Linked DNA regions of Delphinus delphis: region 1 is linked to region 2. Evidence: chromatin contacts called from public Hi-C data. All regions are on one chromosome and are shown on one strand. The core of a region is the stretch at or near the end of the contact, and the rest is flanking DNA. Distances in the headings are between cores, read along the strand shown. Region 1 holds the start of CCND2 (cyclin D2). Region 2 holds the start of PARP11 (poly(ADP-ribose) polymerase family member 11).

What was found. A called contact is a pair of places that touch in the nucleus more often than the background predicts.
Region 1: a contact with region 2 is called in a Hi-C map of muscle, with 7 times the contacts expected there. The contact joins the promoter of CCND2 here to the promoter of PARP11 in region 2. A contact is called at or near these places in 3 of 3 Hi-C or Micro-C datasets (lung and muscle).

Annotation. Positions count from the first base shown.
Region 1 is chr11:4,981,192-4,986,906 of mDelDel1.2, forward strand. CCND2 (cyclin D2) reads left to right here and starts at 2,246. Exons shown (of 5, transcript XM_060024137.1): 1 at 2,246-2,705; 2 at 4,472-4,687. The coding sequence starts at 2,511.
Region 2 is chr11:4,640,757-4,646,290 of mDelDel1.2, forward strand. It overlaps PARP11 (poly(ADP-ribose) polymerase family member 11), which reads right to left and starts at 2,840. Exons shown (of 6, transcript XM_069541174.1): 1 at 2,646-2,840.

The sequences.
Region 1 (5,715 bases), core at 996-3,495, 340 kb after region 2:
TCAAAGGTGGCTGAGCTGAAGTTTGAGTAAGTCCTTTATGGGGTTTTAAAATGTTAAGTTCACTTATTTATCCGGAGTGACTCAAGGCCTGAGTCGGGAAGTCCACGTTGACTGAAATCAAGAGGTGATTGTTAGGCACCCGCTGTCTTCCGAGGAACACCGTACTCGGCCCCGACTGTCATCCGCCGCGCGGGACTGTTTCATTCTGAGTTTGCAACTTGGGTTTTTCAGCGAGCTTTTTTTCTTCCAGAAAGCTAATGGCTTCCACCGCAATTAGACATTCTCCTCGCCCGCCCCTTCCCTCCCCTTTCTTTACATACAGTCGATTGGATACTAATTCCCGAGGCTATTGATAAGGTCGCCCGCGCCCCGGCCTCTCCCCAGCCCTCGCCCGCCCCAGTCCCCGCTCTCCCTCCGCCCTCCCTTCCTTGGCTTCCTTTTGATGTAGCGGGGAACGCGTCCTACTAAAAAAAAAAAAAAAAAAAAAAAAAAAAGTAATCTGCCCGGTAACAATCAGCGCGCAGTAGCAGGAGACCCAGAGCTATTGGCTATGCAAATAGAGGGAGGGGAGACGGCGCCCCAAACTCTTACTCACCCTTTTAAAGCGATATCCCCCTTCCACCCACCCACCCACCCCTTCCGCCCCACCCTCGTGGAAAGGGGCTGGCCCCGGGGCCAGGGTTAATCGCTCGCACCTCTGGTTTATGCGCTGTCCGCCCTCTTTATTCCACCTCCCCCTCCTTTCAGGGAACAGAGCTCACAGCTCACCCAGCCCCCCGCCTCCCCCCGCCCGCCCTCGCGCCCCGGTTCGGGCCCCCTTTCTCCGCGAGGGAGGTCCTGGGCCAACCTCGGTGTCTCTCCAGAGACCCTACCCACGCCGCGCTCGGCGCACATGCCAGCTCCGCCAGCGCGCCGCGGGCCCTGGGCCCACTCCCTTTCTTCCCGGAGTGAAATAGCACAGACGGGCAGGGTGGGGGGTGGCGGGAGGAAGGAGGTGAGGAAACGCCATCAGATCCCCTCTAAAAGCGGCTTTGACCCGAGGATGCATTGGAGCACGTGTCAGAGCCGACCGCACTGGCTGCGTCTCCACCGTAGTTCCGCTCGCGGGGGGAAAGCCCTGGCTGCGAGCGACGCGTGAACCCGGAGGGTCCGCGAGGGTGCTAGGCGAGGGACCCGGGGTGGAACTCTTGGGCCTCGGAGGAAAGGAAGGGGTGGTGTCGTTGGCGCCCGGGGAGAGAGGGGGAGCCAAACCTACCCCTCTTTCGCCCCTCTCCCCTCCTCCTCCCGGGCTATTTCCTAGAAAGCTGTATCAGTGTGGCCACGCTCCGCGCAGGCACCTCGGGCGGCTTGTCAGCAGAGGCAGGGCGAGGAAGCGGGTTTTTCCTGCGTGGCCGCTGGCCGCGGCGGAACCGCTGGTAGCCCTGCCCCCGGCCTGCGGCGGCTCGGGGCGCCTCCCCGCGTCTCCCAGTGGCGCCTGCGGCGCCCCAAGAACGGGATGGTTTCTGCTCCTGGGTCACATTCTATCACGTCGGAGAAGCGCCCCCTCCCTCCGGACACTCACCCCTCCCCCCCAACACATCTGCGGGGGGGCGGGGGCGGGGGTTGGAGTGGGCGCCGAAGTTCTGGTCCCTTTAATCGGGTTTTGGAAACAGCAACATGATCAGGAACATAAATTTCAGGGACATAACCTTTTTCTCTGGGTATGCGAAGTTGCTGTTTTCTCAGATCGCCCTCCCTCTTTCTCACGTAAGGGATCTATTTCTCAGTTGTCTGAGCCCACCTCATCTTCAAGTAATCCACCCGTCATTCCTGAATCTTAAAATACATGGGCGGTAGTATTAGGATCAGTTTTGAAGTAGCCAGAGTCGGAGGGTCGTATTTTGGCAGGATGCACCTACAGAATGTGCGCAATCAGAGGAAATAAGTAGGAATCGGTGGGGTTTTTTTTTTTTGTGGGTTCCCCTCTCCGAGGCCCCTGGCTTGCGGGGCTGCATAGAGGGAGAGGGCCTCGGAGAGCTAAGGAGAGGGGGCCGGGGGGCGGGGGACCGCGTTTGAAGTTTGGTCGGGCCAGCTGCTGTTCTCCTTAATAACAAGAGGGGAAAGGAGGGAGGGAGGGAGACACTGAGAGGAGGAGGGGAGGACCGGGAGGGGAGGGAAAGGGAGGAGGAACCGGAGAGGGGGGTGAGGCGAGAGGGAGGAGAAGTAACTGCCCAGCCAGTTTGCGTCACTGCCTCGGAGAGCAGAGAGCAGAGCGAGCTGGGGAGAGCAGACAAGTTTGAAGGGGAGGGCAGGCAGAGTCAGCAGCCCCCGGGGCGCTCCTCTCCCACCGCCCATCCCTTTCCCCTCTTCTTCCCCAGCTTCCCTCTCTGCCCTTCGCTATTTCCCCGAAAACCCCTTATTTAGCCAAAGGAAGGAGGTAAGGGGAATCCTCTCCCCTCCCCCCCTCCAAAAAAACCCCCCAATTTTCCAGTCCGGAGATCGCAGGGGCGCGAGTGGGCACCCAGCTGGCCATGGAGCTGCTGTGCGGAGAGGTGGACCCGGTCCGCAGGGCCGTGCCGGACGCCAACCTGCTCCACGACGACCGCGTGCTGCAGAACTTGCTGACCATCGAGGAGCGCTACCTTCCCCAGTGCTCCTACTTCAAGTGCGTGCAGAAGGACATCCAGCCCTACATGCGCAGGATGGTGGCCACCTGGATGCTGGAGGTAGGTCTGCAGGCAGGCGCACCGTCCGTCCCCGCCTGGACCCCAGACCCCACGCGGGGACCCTGAACCTGCGAGAGGGCAGCCTCCGCGCCCGCCTCCCCGCTGCTGCGCGAGAGGTTACCCCGTGCCCTCGGCGAGACGCGTGGCTTCCTTTCTGTTCCTTGCGGGGTGCAAGATTAACGGGGGGAGGGGGGAGGAGGGAGGAGGCAAATCTGGGAGCAGCGAGGCTGTCCCGGGGCGGGGGTGGGGGAGCATCCCGCGCGCGGGTGCCTGCCTGTGGCTGCCTCCTCCCCCCCCCCCACCCCGACCTGTCTTTTGCGAAGCCGAGGCTGCTTTAGGTGCCTTGAAGAAGGGAGTAGGAGCGGGAAGCCGGGACCCCAAAGTTAAAAAATCAGCCCCCCCACCAAAGGCCAGGGCAAATTCGTCCTAGCCTCGGGTACCCCCCCCCCTCGCCTGTGGTCGCGACTCCGCGTTGGCACTAAGGGGGGAGGGCGGAGGGCGGAGGGAGAAGAGAAACGGGGAATTCGGGAGCCCCGGAAGTCACACTGAAGAAACGTGTGTTTTCGGGGAACCCAAAAGAACCACTTCTTTCCCCTCGCTCCGAACCCTTGCGGAGCGAGCCGTGTGCCCACGTCTGCACGGCTCCGGACCTGCCGTGGTTTCGCCATGTTGCTTTGTAAACTCGGGGTGGAGAGGCTGGAACGCGTCGCCCGCTCCCCCTCTCACCCCACTATCCCGGCCCCCCACTTCTGATGGCGCCTTCGCCCCCGATCCCCCCCTCCCTCACGAAGGTTACTTACGTTTCGGCCTTCAGTTTCCTGGGTGCGGAGAGCTGGGTGGGGTGGGAGGGGGGAGGAGGTGTGTGCAGGGGCGATAGCGGGTCCCCCCCGAAGGAGAGGCCGGAGACCCCCGCGCCTCTCTCCGGCGGCTCCCCGTTCTCGTCTGTCCCCCAGCTCTTCGCCACCGTCCCCGGCCTCTGCCCTTGTGGGCCGCGGCCGGACACTCCCGCCGCCGCGCTCACCCCTGCAAGTTTCCCCCTCGGTATCCAAAGCCCCAGGGGTCGCGGTCCAGACCTTCCCGGCACCCCAAACCTCCGTTGCGGGTAGCCTGGGTCCTCTGTGGGGTTTTCACGGCGAAAGGTCTTGTCTGGGGTATTTCCTCGATTTTTAATTATTTTTTGAACCCGTCTCCCCTGCCCCGACTCCGGCCGCCCAGGCTGCGCGGCGCTGGCTCCCTCCGCCCTCCCCCCGCTTCCCCACCTCTCCCCACCCACCCCCCCAAATGAGGCGCCTGGGCCGCGGGGACTCCCCCCGACAATTTTTTCAATTGTCGGGAATGATAGAGCAGGGTCTGGGGGTCCGAATGAGACCAAGAACGAGACCCCCGGAGCCTCCGGAATATTTTTATTGATTTTTTGAAAAGATGACGAAATCCAAAAAAGAGAGTGAGTGAGTGCGAGCGAGCGGAGCGGTGAGCGGCCCACGGGGGCGGCGGGGCCGGAGCTGCTGCGCCCTCGGCCTCGGGGTCCTTAACCCACCTCTCCGGTGAGTTTTTAGGCTCCCGGGGAGGACCCCAGCGCGGATGGCCATTCAGATTGACCCCAATTTCCTCGCCTTCACTCTGATCGCTTATTCTACTCCCCTCCCCCTCCCCCCCGACAAATTCAATATTTTTGTCGTTTTCCTAGATTGTGCGGTTTCCCTTTTTTCCTCTTTTCCTGATATTATGGTCTCCCCCCACCCCGACCCTGTCCCCTCGTGTCATAGGTCTGTGAGGAGCAGAAGTGCGAAGAAGAGGTCTTTCCTCTGGCCATCAATTACCTGGACCGCTTCTTGGCCGGAGTCCCAACTCCGAAGACCCATCTGCAGCTTCTGGGGGCCGTGTGCATGTTCCTGGCTTCCAAGCTCAAAGAGACCATCCCGCTGACCGCTGAGAAGTTGTGCATTTACACGGACAACTCCGTCAAGCCTCAGGAGCTGCTGGTAATGACTGCCTCCTTCCCCCCTGCCTTTCTGCTGTCCCCTATCCTAATAATATACTCTGATGCCGCTGCTCCCAGAACAGATCCTTAGGACCCCAAATTACCCATCCCTGACGTTTTCACACTTCTGGGAACTCTTTAACACGACGCTCCTTGCGTTCCTACTGTGTGCGGGGCTCTGTGCGAAGTACCGAGACTCCACCCATGAATAACGTCCTCACTCAGGGAGGTTTGTGTTGGTGAGATTCATTTGCAGCCGCTTACGTATGCAGAGGAGGCATGAAGCACAGTGATAAAATATTTTAATTAAATTCCAAATTTTCAATCACGGAATTCCGAGACAGAAATCAACCTCTCACATGATTCTCAAATACACGTGTGGCGTGTCTCCTAAGAACCGGGAGTTCAAAGGTAGGTCTTAGGCACCTCTTAGAGTCTCAAGATACCCACACATAGTAGCTGTTCACTTAAATACCAGCTCATTGGCTTTTGAGCAGAGTCAAATTGGGCCCTTTGTCAGAGGGTTGGGAGGCCTGAATTCCTGTCTCCGGTGGGGCTGTTACCTCTACATAGACACGGGGTCCTGTCTGGACTCTGGTTTTCTGCCCGCAAACCTTTTTCCCACCCGATAGGACTCTTTGCCCCCGTAGCTTCATACTTAAGACGGCCATGTGGCAGCAGCGTGGCATTGGTTGGGTGGCTCCAGAGGCCCACCTTCAGTGATCTGCACAGCCTATCTCCCAACTGTTTGGAAAAGGGGCCCCCTCTTACCACCCCCCTCCCCCTCCCCCTCCCCCTCCCCGCTGGCCAGGCCTGCACTAAGTCCACAGGGCCCGGGACTGGCTGCCTGAACTGAGCTCTTTGTGAGAGGCCTTCCTCCCTGAGGCTGTGCTGCCACCTAGCGGCAGACATGTGCAAGGATGGGGAGGAATCTCCGAGAATGCAGAGGGGCATGAATGACCTCACCTTTGAACAGTTGCCAGATTTCAGCTGCTTCTGGTTTGGTCCGAGAGGCCCAGAAAGGTGCTT
Region 2 (5,534 bases), core at 1,590-4,089:
AAAACTGAGTGCCTGAGCCCTGTCAACCTGCTTCTGCCTCGGCAGGGACCTCAAGGGGCCTGGTCGGTGACAGGCTTGAACAGAATCATCACTGACCTCATGACTGTCTTGAAAAATAAAATAAAACGGTGTACTGAGATAAAGTTTATTTATAGCTCCTTGGTTATCTTGTTTTGGGTTCCCCCGCCCAAGAAACTGTTCCCAGTTCAATGGTGATTTTCCATACTCAAACCATGTCATGGAGACTTTCCACGTAGAAGGGGCGACTGCTTCTGAGCATTATCATGGCCAGAGGCAGTGTAGTATTTCCTCAAAACACTTGCGAGCGGAATACAGTATCACACTGAAGCGTATTTGCAAGAGGAGATAAATTTGCAGATCACAGGTGGCATATCAAAGTCATGGAAGCTACTAAAAAAATACAGGGAGAAACTAGCAGAAGTCTTCAGTTAAAGCAGCTCTCTATGGCCTTCCTCCACAAAGCAGAATTTATTGTATCATTCAATGGGAAGAAATGGTAAACAGTAATTTAAATTGGTGGGTAATACAAAAGTCATCTGTATTTATCTTTAGGATGCACTGTGGGTTTTGTTTTCATCTTTCCAATTGTGTTTGGCTTAGAGAAACATTAAAATTAATTTTCATCCCACAAGCACAGCTGGACAGACTATTCAGATGCCTCTTCTACTGAAAGAAACTAACAAATTACAAGAGGAAATCCATATGCAGAATGTTCACTGTACTTTTACAAAATGAAACTGTCCTTATTGACAACATTCATATGCTCAGAGGAAGAAAAACAGGACCGGTAAGAAAACACAGGAGCATTAAGATCTATCAGAGCAGCGTGATAAGGGTCAAAAGAAGAATGTGGGCTTGTAGGTGGAAGGTTCACCACTATTAACAAAAGTCAGTCTGCTCTACTGAAATCAAGCAAAATCATTAGGGAGATTTCGGAGAAAACCAAGCCTTCCTTCCAAAGAAGTGAGATAATGCTGTAACAAAGCAAATATATGAGATACTCATTAATGCCTTTATAATCCTCACAAACACATGAGTGACCCAGTAGCCAGTTCTGTTGTATATGTGATGGAGGAGGGAGAATGAACAACGGGAGCAAAGGACTCTTTCTAGTACCGATGCAACCACTTTGTTAATTCAGTGGATATTTACTGAGTGCCTACTATATGTCAGGCTCTGTTCCCTAGTCTGAGGATACCGCAGTAAACAAAACAGACAAAAGTCTCTGCCCATATGGAGCTTCTAACATGGTGAAGGATTTAAGACATGTGACTTTGGGCAAGACATGTACTTGGATGACTAAAGGGTATCTTATGGAGAAGCCAGGAAGGAGAAGGACTGCCAATAAAAACTGAATACAACACAAACACACATATAATAATAGAAAATGAAACTTACTGATGACAGATAGTGACACTGAATATATAAGGAGAGAGCACATTCTCACAATTTGAAATTATCTTTGCTAAAATCGAACCCCAGCAATTACTTTCCTCTGATGTGGCCTTAAAGGACTGTATGTTTGAACCAAAAAAAAAAAAAAGGGGGGGGGGTCTTAGATAATGATCATCGCTATTCGATGGCCTGGGATGTAACCATGATACGCAACCAAAAAAATCCAGACCAACAGACTAGTTTCTACCGGGTAAAAACGTAAAAACAGAAGCAAATTTACAGACAAACTCTCTATCTGGAAATATATGCCGGGAATGGGGAAAAAAAGAAGTAATGATTACAGCAAAGGAGTTACTGCAAATATGGAAACAGGGTTATTAAACTAAATTTAGGAAGTTATCTCAGCACGTGGGGTAGTTGCACATATTTAGGTCAACAATTTGCTGATACGTGATTCTGCCATTTTTCCAGTCAACTCAAAGGCGTAAATAGTGTCTATTTGCCGTGTAACTAGGCGATTTCAATTCTAACAGATTAATGGAATACTCTTGGCAAGCGGATTCCACTCTTTGAAGGCGGCATATTAAATAAATAAATGTACAAAAGCAAGGTAAACAAAAACGCATGCAGACACAATGCAAATACCGGAGGGAGACACAAGACTTGCAGTGGAAACGCTCCAGGTCATCAGTCAGTTTCTGTCCACTGGAAAAAAAAAATCTAAGAACCTCACCATCTAGAGGCTTAGAACACACGCTCGACCACCCCAGTTTTCCATGGCTGTCCACCAGGAAGGGAAAAGGAGCCCCGGCGGTTCCCCTTAGGCCCATTTCAGGACCCAGAGGGCGAGTCCCCTCGCTTTGGACGGGGATGGGGGTGGGGCTGGCAGGTACACCTGAGCCTAAGTCAGTCACAGGTCCGAAGCCCAGGAACTCCAGCCAGAGAGCAAAACGCCAAGTTTACAAAGACGGTGGAGGGACGGGGCCGGAGAAACCACAGCGAGTCCAATCAGTGGGACGGGACAGCCGCACGGCGCTGGGGACCCACCGAGCCGTCTCCACTGCTCGCAAGGCGACTGCCCGAGCCCCCGGGGCCGGGGCCTTCGCGTCCCCGGAACTCACGAGCCGGTCTGCGCGGCCTGGGGGGGAGGGCGTAGTTCCCGGGAAACCCTCCCGCCCTCTCCCATCAACCCCGCCCATCGGTCCGCCCCGTCCCGCCCGGCTACTCACCGGATTCGCTTCCCACATAACGGTGGCGAAATCGAGCGGAGAGAGCCTGGCGGAAGGGGCTGGCCACAGGGTCGGGGTGCTGGGTTTTTCCCGAGGGCCCAGGGAGCGAAAGAACGGAGAGACAACCTCCACGCAAGCCTCCCCGTCATAAACCGGCGTCTTCGGACCCCCTCGAACCTCCCGACTTCCGGCCGAAGCCGGCCAACCAGCGCCAGCCCCGCCCCGCCCCGCCCCCGGAAGCTCGCCCCCGCCAGTGCCTCTCCCTTCCGGCCTCGGCGCGGAGTGGGCGGGGCCTGCGAGGGTCTGGGTTGTAATGCGGTTGTTAAAGGGCTACCAGCCCAGCCACCCTCCAGGGCTGCATCCCTCCAGCAAAGTCCCCTCCAAGTGATCCTCAAGCCTCGATATTTATTGATGACCTCCGATATTTATTAATCACCGTATAGGGAGTGTAGTGGCCAAGAGGCAGACAGGCCTGGGAATTAATAGCCTGTGGGACAAGCTTCCGACTCGGTTTCCTCGTGCTCAGAGGTGATAGTAATAGTATCTAAGCGTGTAGTGTGCTCATTGAAGGCACCTAGCATGGTGTTTGGTATACAGGAAGTGCTCAATGAGTGACGGTTATTTGCCAGATACTGACACTGTGCTAGGCTCTGCAATGAGCAAGTGACCCATATGCAGTCCTCATGCAGCTTAGAGTCTAGAGAAAAAAGTAAGAAGTAATTTAGATAAAATTAAAAGGTGCAGGATGGTCTACAGGTAGTATGGCAAGTACAGGGTTCTTTGAGAGGGTGCCTACCTAGGACAGGGTGTCTGCCGCCCCCCAATCCAACCCCCCCACCAAGAGGTTTAAGCCAAAACTTCAAGGATGCCCTCCTATTGAAGTTACCTGAGCTACAAGAGGGGAAGAATCTTCCAGGCAAAGAAGCACCATCTACCCATAGGAAATGAAAAAGGAACAGTTTAAGCTCCTTCTGAATTTTTCTATGCCTCCACACATTAAAATTTTTTTACTTGATCAAAGAATACCTACAGACTTTTTCACCTACTATGATATAGCTATCCTTCATTCCAATATGTAGAGTAATTCTATTTCAAAGTAGTGGGGAAAGAAAGGATTATTCGAGAAGTCATACTGGGGCAACTGGTTTAGCATTTGGCAAAAATTAAAGAGGGGAAAAAAAAAAGATAAAGTGAAGATCCCTATCCCAATCCATTTACCAGAATAAATTAGAGAGTGCAAATTGTTTTTCTTTAAAGATTTATTTATTTATTTTTGGCTGTGTTGGGTCTTAGTTGTTCACACACTATTCTTTTTTTTTGTTTGTTTTTTGCAGTACGCGGGGCCTCTCACTGTTGTGGCCTCTTCCGTTGTGGAGCACAGGCTCCGGATGCGCGGGCTCAGCGGCCACGGCTCACGGGCCCAGCCGCTCCGCGGCATGTGGGATCTTCCCGGACCGGGGCACAAACCCGTGTCGCCTGCATCGGCAGGCGGACTCTCAACCACTGCGCCACCAGGGAAGCCCAACACACACTATTCTTGAGTCTAGTTTGGCATTATGTATCAAAATTTGAAATTTCCATAATCTTTTATTAAACAATTCCATTTCTAGGAACTAATTTCAAGGAGGTAAATAGACAAATGTACACAATAATCTGTACAAGAATGTTTATTGCTGTATTTTTTGGAATAGTAAAAAATTGAAAACTACTTAACTATCACAGTGGATTATTTCAAGTGTATATGTGTGTAACATGTGTACAAGCTATGAAATGCTATGTGTATCTTACATCCTACCACGCTGAAAATGTCTTATTAGTTTTAATAGCTTGTCAGCCAATCTCTCTGCAATTTCTATGTTAACAATCACATCACCTACAAATAATGCAGTTTTCACTCTTAGTATTGCATTGGCCAAAATTTCAGAAAATTTTTGAAGAATGCAGGACAAGGTAATGAGCATTCAGTTTTTAGTTAGGTATGGTAAACGTTTGCCCCTGGTTGGTGCTAGATTTTTTTTTTTTTCTTTTTTTTTGGCTGTGTTGGGTCTTTGTTGCTGCGCGGGTTTTCTCTTGTGGCGGTGAGCCGGGGCTACTCTTCATTGCGCGGGCTTCTCATTGCTGTGGCTTCTCTTCTTGAAGAGCACAGGCTCTAGGCATGCGGGCTTCAGTAGTTGTGGCCACTAGGACTCAGTAGTTGTGGCTCATGGGCTCTAGAGCGCAGGCTCAGTAGTTGTGGCGCACAGGCTTAGTTGCTCCGCAGCATGTGGGATCTTCCCAGACCAGGGCTTGAACCCGTGTTCCCTGCATTGACAGGTGGATTCTTAACCACTGCACCACCAGGGAAGCCCCTAGATATTCTTTAAATACACTATCATCTTTAAAGAAATTCCTTTCTATTCCTAGTTCACTATAAGCTTTTAATTGGGAAAGGATGTTAAACTTATCAACTGTCTCTTGAGCTCTATCACTATATTCCTTTTTTATTCTGACTCATTAATATAATGAACTATACTAGTAGGTTTTCTAATGTTCAACCCATCCTTACCTTCTTGAAATAAGCTCTGCTTAGTCACATATTCATTATTCTTTGAAAAAACTGCTGCATTCAATTTGTTAATATTTTATTTAGGAATAAAATTTATTTATAAGTCATGAAATCGATCCATTGTTATCGGTGGGTTTTGGTGATTGTCTTTAAGTTTTGCAAAGTGAACAGTAGCAATTTAAATAATTTAGGAACTAGCTCTTCTTCGAAGGTGGAGTGGATTTTTACAAAGCAAGTTTAATTGGAAAGATTAGGATGAAGTCCTTAACTTTTGGGGGCGGTTGGAGCTATACTTCATTTCCTTGAAGCCTTGCGGTTGCCTGGGCTGGTGGTCAGAGAGGGAG